Linked DNA regions of Mus musculus: region 2 is linked to region 1. The links are chromatin contacts, called in public HiChIP or PLAC-seq maps. All regions are on one chromosome and are shown on one strand. The core of a region is the stretch at or near the end of the contact, and the rest is flanking DNA. Distances in the headings are between cores, read along the strand shown. Region 1 has its middle 6.4 kb from the start of Disp1. Region 2 overlaps Hhipl2 (hedgehog interacting protein-like 2).

Evidence for each region. HiChIP or PLAC-seq counts read pairs in DNA pulled down with a chosen protein or histone mark.
Region 2: a contact with region 1 is called in a FOXA1 HiChIP or PLAC-seq map of pancreatic cancer cells. The contact joins two enhancer-like sites.

What each region holds. Positions count from the first base shown.
Region 1 is chr1:183,225,982-183,229,850 of GRCm38.p6, forward strand. No RefSeq gene overlaps it. Among named protein-coding and RNA genes, the nearest start is that of Disp1, 6.4 kb to the left of the region's middle. Within about 2 kb of position 1,845, at least 8 of the 459 cell types and tissues checked have an H3K27ac peak or open chromatin away from gene starts, as enhancers often do. A contact at or near this core is called in pancreatic cancer cells, where this site is marked.
Region 2 is chr1:183,433,320-183,437,188 of GRCm38.p6, forward strand. It overlaps Hhipl2 (hedgehog interacting protein-like 2), which reads left to right. Exons shown (of 9, transcript NM_030175.5): 8 at 1,724-1,806; 9 at 2,890-3,734. The coding sequence ends at 3,161. Among named protein-coding and RNA genes, the nearest start is that of Hhipl2, 17 kb to the left of the region's middle. Within about 2 kb of position 2,087, at least 14 of the 459 cell types and tissues checked have an H3K27ac peak or open chromatin away from gene starts, as enhancers often do. A contact at or near this core is called in pancreatic cancer cells, where this site is marked.

The DNA.
Region 1 (3,869 bases), core at 595-3,094:
ACTTTTAATGTGGGTTCCAGGGAGCAAACTCAGGTTGTCAAACTTGCATGGCAAGTGCTTTCACCTGCTGAGCCATCTCTGGTAGCCCAGGCTAACCTCAAACCTGTTATTCTACCCAAGGCTGGATGTGAACTCCAGAACCTCCCACATCTACTTCTCAAGCACTGAGATAATACACATGAACTATCATGCCCAGATCATTGAAATAATTAAGAACATGACTTTCGATATGCTGATTTTTTTGTGTGTGTGATAAGCAGCATAATCTTGTCATGTATGTTAGTCATATATGTTAGTCATCTTCCAATAACCATGACAAAAAAAAAAAAACTTTTGTAGAAAAAAAAAAAGATTTGTCTTGTCTCGTCATCCCACTTGGCATGTGTCATGACAGAGGGCAGGGCTGAGAAACTCTGTTCACCCCATGCCAGCTGGACAACAAAGAGAGAGAGGGATAGAATTGCAACATCCCCTTCATCCCCTAACTTCCTTCCAGTAATCCCACATCCCAAATGGTCCTCTGCTTCCTAATAGCACCACACCGGGGACCAAACCTTTAACTCCCAATCCGTCTTTGGGAGATAATCAAAATCCGAAGCCTAACACCATTGTAACCGATTAACTCGGCAGCAGGAACTGCATTCACCATGTGACCCACCAGCACCGGCCTTTGCTTTCTGTTGCTGTGATAAACACCATGACTAAAAGCAGCTCGAAGGGGAAAGAGTTTATTTCAGTTACAACTTAGGGTCCATTATGAAAGAAGTCAGGGCAGGAACTCAAGGCAGAAACTTCGGGGGGCAAAACTGAAGCAGAGGCCACACAGAAACGCTACCTAGTGTGTTTCCCAGGCTCGGTATCTTCTCACACCACCCTGGTCCACCGTAGGCCAGCCCCTCCTCCATCGATCATCAAACAAACAAACAAAAATGCCCCCACAGATTAGACTACAGGCCAATCTGATGGAGGAGTTCCTGCAATTGAGGTTCCCTCTTTCCAGATGACTCTAGTTTGTGTCGAGCTGTGACAAAATCAACCAGCTCTGCTATCATGTGCTACTAGAACATGTTCATCTTTCCAAAACGAAACTCCATGCTCATTAAACAAATCCTAATCTTCTCCCCCACCTAAGAATTTTGGACAAATTATATAGGTTTGTAGATCCTATGCAAACACTTTTAATACCAATTTACACTCTTTTTTTCCCCATGTGTGTGTGGTATTCAGGAGTGTATAGATTGTGTTCTCATATGTGGTGGGCACTCAGAACTGGGCATACGTGTATGGGTGCAGCGTGTGTGTGTGTGTGTGTGTGTATGTGTGTGTGCATGCGTGCATATGTACATATGTACGTACATGCATGTCGGCCAAAGGTTGCATGAATGTCTTCCATAATGACCCTCCACTTCATCTACTGAGGCTACTTCCTTTCCAATCCTGAAGCTTGCCACTTCAGCTAGTGAGCTAGCCACCTTGCTCCAAAAATACCGTCTCTACTTCCAAAGCTCTGGGGTCACAGGTGGCCCAGCACACCCACCTAGCTTTTACAAGGTCTCTGGGAATCCAAACGCTGGTCCTCCCTCATACTTCAGTAGCAAATGCGTCATCTACTAGGCCATCTCCCCAGCCCTCACACTCTGCTCGAAGCAAACATATTTATAACTAGAAATAAGATAATGCCCTTATCAACTCTGTTCTCCTGTGGATTTCAAACGAAGCTGGTGTGGTTTCCATGGAGGCGACTTACAAAACAGTCAGGTGTTTCTGTTTCTGACCTCTTGATGACTGAAAACAGTAGATTCCAAGAGTAAGAGAGACACATAGCAGGAATCTTGGCATTGTACCCATTAGCTGAAGGTCTGGGTGGGTGCGTCCCTAAGGACAAGTTAGTCATTTGAAATTGTAGTCATATTTGTCTTTCTTCAGCAACAATGGGCACTCCCACATCTGGGACTGCCGGACTACAATGGGCATTGCCATATGAGTGACCGGCATACAAATGTCACTTTGTTTTCCATACCCACTCTCTCAAAAGAAATCAAAGCTAAGCAGAATATTCCTGGGTGGGGGCAGGGGTCTTCACCTACTCAATTCCAATACAAACTAGCAAAACAAGCCAGTTTTCGGTAAAATTGCACTCTGTGGTCTGATAATTAAAATAGACCCACAGCTTTAACTCAGAGAGCTCACAGCTAGGAAGAAAACGAATGTTCAGTGCTGGGTCTCAGGGTGAGGAGAAATATATTTGTGCGGTAGGAATGTTGCTCTGTGGTAGAGCACGACCCTCGCATGCAGGAACCCCAAGGCTATTTTCTTTCTGGTGCCTCTCAGGCTTACCCATACCCAGGACATCAGGGCAGACATTGTCACCTAGAAGTTTAAGCTCGAGAACAATGCAATTGCCAATAAATAAACAATCATTTAAAACCACATTGTTTTCAAAAAGTTTATAATTGTGCAGGTAACCTCAGCCATTTTAAGGGGAGATTCACCTTCCCTGCAGAACTATGTAGATTTGTTAAGATGTCACTTCCTTTTGTCCCCTCCCCATTCTTTCAGAAAGTTAAACGAAAATACAGTGCAGGCTAATTGTATTTTCCTTGGGGGAAGAGGAGCATGACAGAGCCATAAAAGGGTCTTTATTTCCTTACCTCTTTCATCCCTCCTTGCAGTCCTGTGGAATTTTGATAGTGGAGGCATGGAGCCTGGAGAATGTAAGGGGAACGTATGCGGCGTTTCTGAAAAATGGAGCACGGGACCCACCCTTCCAAGAAAACACTAAGTGATTGCTACCTCACGCCCACATCCTTGCCAGCGGTCTCTCCAAGGAGCCCATTGGCAACATTTCTTGAGTTCTCAGTGCTCCCTGGCCTCTTCCCACCAGCTTCAGCCTCCCCTCCTCCCCCGCCCCTCCCCCTCCCCCTTCTCTGCTTCTCCCTTCTCCCTATCTCCCAGCCCTCCTTTATTTTAAACAGAAAGGAGGCTGGAGGAATCAAATGGAAGTCTAGTATCCAGTTCTTTAACCCACAACATGCTAATTACACTTGCGGTCCACATTAGACCTAGTGTCCGTTCCCTGCTGACAGCGAGCATCTTCTTGGGTCAGCGCATCTCCACACTGAGCCCCACAGGTATTTCTCCTTTGCCAGTCAGACTTTGCCAACAGGAAGTACAGAAGGAGATTGGGATCCTGGAAGCAGAGAAGGGCTTAGCTGTTTTCCTAACATCATTACCTCAGGCCTCTCATTTTAGAAGCAGTCATGAGGACCAGGTCCCAGCTTCTATCCTGCTTCCAAACCTGCCTTAGTCTTCTCAGTGTACCCTATGGCTGTGCAGCCCCTCCCGAGAGGGGAGGCTCCGGTCCCACTTCTGCTAACTCCACCTTCCCTTTGTTCCCGTGACCTAGCATACTCAGCTCTCTGTAAACGTTTGTTCAGTGGAGAGTGAACAAACATCCTATCTACTCAAGGGCGTGGGAAATTGAAGCATCTTCTTGGATGTCTGTTATCCAAAGCTTTCCCAGTTTGAGAAGATTGTCTTGCCAGAGTGCCAAAATGCCAGGAATTAAAGTCAACAACCACCCCACCCCGTTTTCTCATCTGGAACCCAGAGAGGGTCTGAGCTGGATGAAGAGAGCTTACAAAGGGAACTCCATCAAAATAGCAAGCCCTTGCCTAGCTACCATTATTTCCTGGACACTGTGAAACAAGAACATGGAGGATGGGTTAAAATGACTTACTAAAATCATTCAAGTTTAGTCCACCAGTCACCCAAACGCTACAAAATATGGACCATTTTCTAACACAGATTAGAGCCAGACCCTAGGCAGCTTATGTTCCCCTGGTGAAAAAAAACGTGAAAGAGTATCA
Region 2 (3,869 bases), core at 837-3,336, 210 kb after region 1:
TCCACCCATGTGACCTCAGAAGTTCCTGGGGGAGGTCTAGTTGGTCCCCAAGGCTGTGCCTTAGATGCCCTGCAGAGAAGTAGGGTGTGGGTTGCCACAGGGTGAGCCTTGTCTGGGCAGTCTCCACTGAAGCTGTCCCACCTTCAGAGTGCTCTGGTGGGGTGATCTAGCTTGGGAAGGGACTTCTCTTCCTGCTAATAGTTTCCAGGCTGAACCTAGTTCCTGCTCCTTTGGTTCCTGTATAGTTAAGTTTGGTTAGGAGATAATCCAACCACTCTCTTTCCTCAGAACAGCCTGAGGAACCAAACACAACCAGACAGAAACGGTTGGCTGTGAACTTCATTGTTGGCTTTCTTGAGAGAGGAGTCTCATATTATAGGTTGGCCTGGAACTCATTTAGTTGTCTTGAACTCAAGGTAGTCCTCCTGCCTCGGCCTCCTGAGTGCTGGGCTTGTAGGTATGAGTCACAAAGCCTGGCTTTATGCACACACACGTTGCCAGAGTGCTGAGAGGACAGATATGGGCCTCAAGCCATGGCTAAGGAGACTGACACTGGGTAAGCTCAGCCACTGGCCATCACGGGGTGACAGTGACATCAGCAATGAATGTGGAGAGAACTGGCTGGGAGGTTCCAGTTCAGTGCCCAAAGCCCCATTTGTTTCAGGCATTGCACATGGGGACATGCAACTTAACTGCAAGGCGAGGCTAGCTGGTGAGGATGGGCCGTGCTTAGCTTCTGTCCCATTGTCCCTTTGAAGGGATTTTTCTTAAAGTGATTCATTATTTTTTTTTTTTAAAGATTTATTTATTATTATATGTAAGTACTCTGTAGCTATCTTCAGACACACCAGAAGAGGGAGTCAGATCTTGTTACGGATGGTTGTGAGCCACCATGTGGTTGCTGGAATTTGAACTCCAGACCTTCAGAAGAGCAATTGGGTGCTCTTACCCACTGAGCCATCTCACCAGCCCAAAGTGATTCATTATTACCATTGCAACAATTATTACTACCATCACCACCATCACCATCACTGTCACTATCATCACCACCATCATCACATCACCATTATCACCACCAACATTACCACCATCACCACCACCATCATCACATCACCATTATCACCACCAACATTACCACCATCATCACCACCATCACCGTCACCATCAACACCATCATCACTACCATCATCACCATCACCACCATCACCACCATCGTCACCATCAACACCATCATCACCATCATCACCACTATCACCACCATCACCATCCCCATTATCTGTTCAGCACTTACTATCTGTTGGACCTTGTCCAAATGTTATTTTTTTAAACTCCATTCTTCACCAGTCACTTATGGTGTGGCAGAGACACAGCTCTCAGTTAACCTTCACTATTTCCCTGTGAGCCATTGAAAACCATTTTTTTTTTCATTTCATAGATGCATAAATTGAGGCTTTGTAAGATGTCCTGGGCTACTCTGATATGGACCCAGTTGTGCCTGTCACCAGACCCCATGCTGACCTCCATTCTCCACTGCCTCCTGAAGGCACTGGGGACCCTTCCTCCTCTCCATCTGAGCTCAGCGCACACTCCTACCATAACTACCCAGCCCCTGGACAAGAAAGGGCCAAGCCCAGCTCTTGTAAATGTACACCCTGAGGAGACCTCGATGTGTGATTGTGATTTCACCAACTTGTGACACTGCCCTCTCTGCCCGTGTTTATAGGCGAGCCCCACCAGGCAAGTGCAAATACAAGCCAGTGCCCGTGAAAACCAAGAGTAAGAAGGTCCGGTTCCGGCCACTCGCCGGTGAGTCCCTTCCTGAGGTTTGGCTTAGTCATGGGTACAGCCACATCCTTAGCAAACACGTGGTAATCCCCTGGGTGGAGGGTCAGACTTTCCTGTTTTCTTCTTGTAATATTTATTGTGTCTGCATGCTTTGCCTGCATTTGTATATGTGCACTGCCTGTGTGTGTGTGTGTGTGTGTGTGTGTGTGTGTGTGTGTGTGTGCAGGAGCCTACAGAGCCCAGAATGAGGCTTCAGATGCCCTGTAACCCGGGTTCCTGTTGGTTGTGAGCCACTGGGTGGTGCTGGGAACTGATCCTGGGCCTTCAGCAAGAGCAGATAGTGTTCTCAATGGCTGAGCTGTCTTGAGCTCCAGGGGTCATAATTCCTCTCTAAAGGGTTATGAGGACTATTAACTTGTAGCTCAGTGTATGCATCTCTTCTGCAGACCGGAATTAGTGGGATGCCTGCTTCTACTGTGATCTGCTGTCCTCTAGTCATCCGTCCATGCATGCATGCAATTGTTTATGTATTCATTCATTTGGTGATAATTATTCAGTATTTACTTTGTGGGAGGTTCTGTGCTAAGCCTGGAGATACAGCAACAGATACTCAACACCTCTGACCTATGCAAATTTGGAGTCAGATGGGAGGGGGACATAGAGAAATAAGTTAGTTGTGAGGTTCTGGTTTGGAGGCTATGTAGGTTACTGTGAGGGAGCCTGAGGTGAGGAATTCTTCATGGTAAAACAGGGAGTCATGGAAGACTTTTAAGAGGCAAGATGCAATCTTAGGCAGACATCCCAGAACCACTTATCTCTGGAGTGACCTCAATCCACAAAGGAAGGCATTTACTGCCAGGCCTGATAGGGGTATTAAAACAATGTCAATACAAACAATTGATACCACAGTTCCCTTATGGCAAGCTGGGTGTGGCGGCACTCACAGTACCAGTTCCTCAGGAGGCAGAGGTAGGAGGATTGCTTGAACCAGAGTTGGAGGCCAGCCCAGAGAACTCTGCCAGGCCCTGTGAGGTTCCTTAGGGCTCCTTTTACAGCTTCTTCCTGGGGTGTCCCTTTCTCACTGAATCAATGCTTACCTTCCAGCCACAGTCTTGGACTTGCTGAAGGAGGAATCGCAGAAAGCAGCCCGAAAAGCATCCAACGCAACCTTCACTTCTAGCTCAGACAGGGTTGCATCTCAGAAGGGCTCCCTCAAGAAGCCAGCTTCTTCCCGAAGCAGCAAGAAAACATTTCGAAGGCCTGGTACCAAGAAGAAAAGCAGAGTGTGGTCCCCACGTCCCCAGGGCAAGAGGAAGCCCAATCTTGACAGCCATGGTGTAGGGATGAGACAGGCCGCAGGCAGAAGTCACCCATGACCTCTTGGTCATCTTGGCCGATGAGACCTGAGACAGGAGAATGCTTCACTGAGTGCATAATGCTGTCCATTCTGAGTCTGGGACTCAGACAGTCAAGAAGCCTGGGTGGCGGTGGGCTGTTTTCTGTGTGGTCTTTTCCCTCCCTGGGAAATCTTGCTGTCTACTGAAGAAACATGAGCCTGGTCTGCGGGCAGCATTTCTGTGGAGATACCACAGCCCACAGGACCTTGCACGTGGCTTATGGCATGTCCAGTGTGCATACCTGCCTGGCATCCCACCTGACATCCTTTCTACCTGGGGTAATAAATTACCTTTGGCTTACACGTACACATCCTTTGATCTCAGTGTTTGGCAATGGGGAATCTAGCATGTTTCAGCCAGCTTGCTTTAGCAGCTCGCTCCTCTCTGCTGCTGCCTGTGACTGGCTCCTATGTAAGCCCTCTGGAAGATAGATGGCCCCTTTCTTTCCTCCAGACAGAAGCCTGTGAACTGAAGACAAGGAGGCTTGCCTCTGATCCTCCAGCAGTTGTTATTTGGGTTCAGCTAATGGCCAATAAACACAACTGCATTCCATTTGGGGTCCTCTGTTTGCCCTCTCTGTATGCTTCATTTTGAAATCTCCTGATCTTGCTTAGCCTTGCTGTACAACTCTGTGGGAGATAAGGAAGGTGGGGGCTTCTTGACTGGACTTCCCAGTCACAGAGCAGC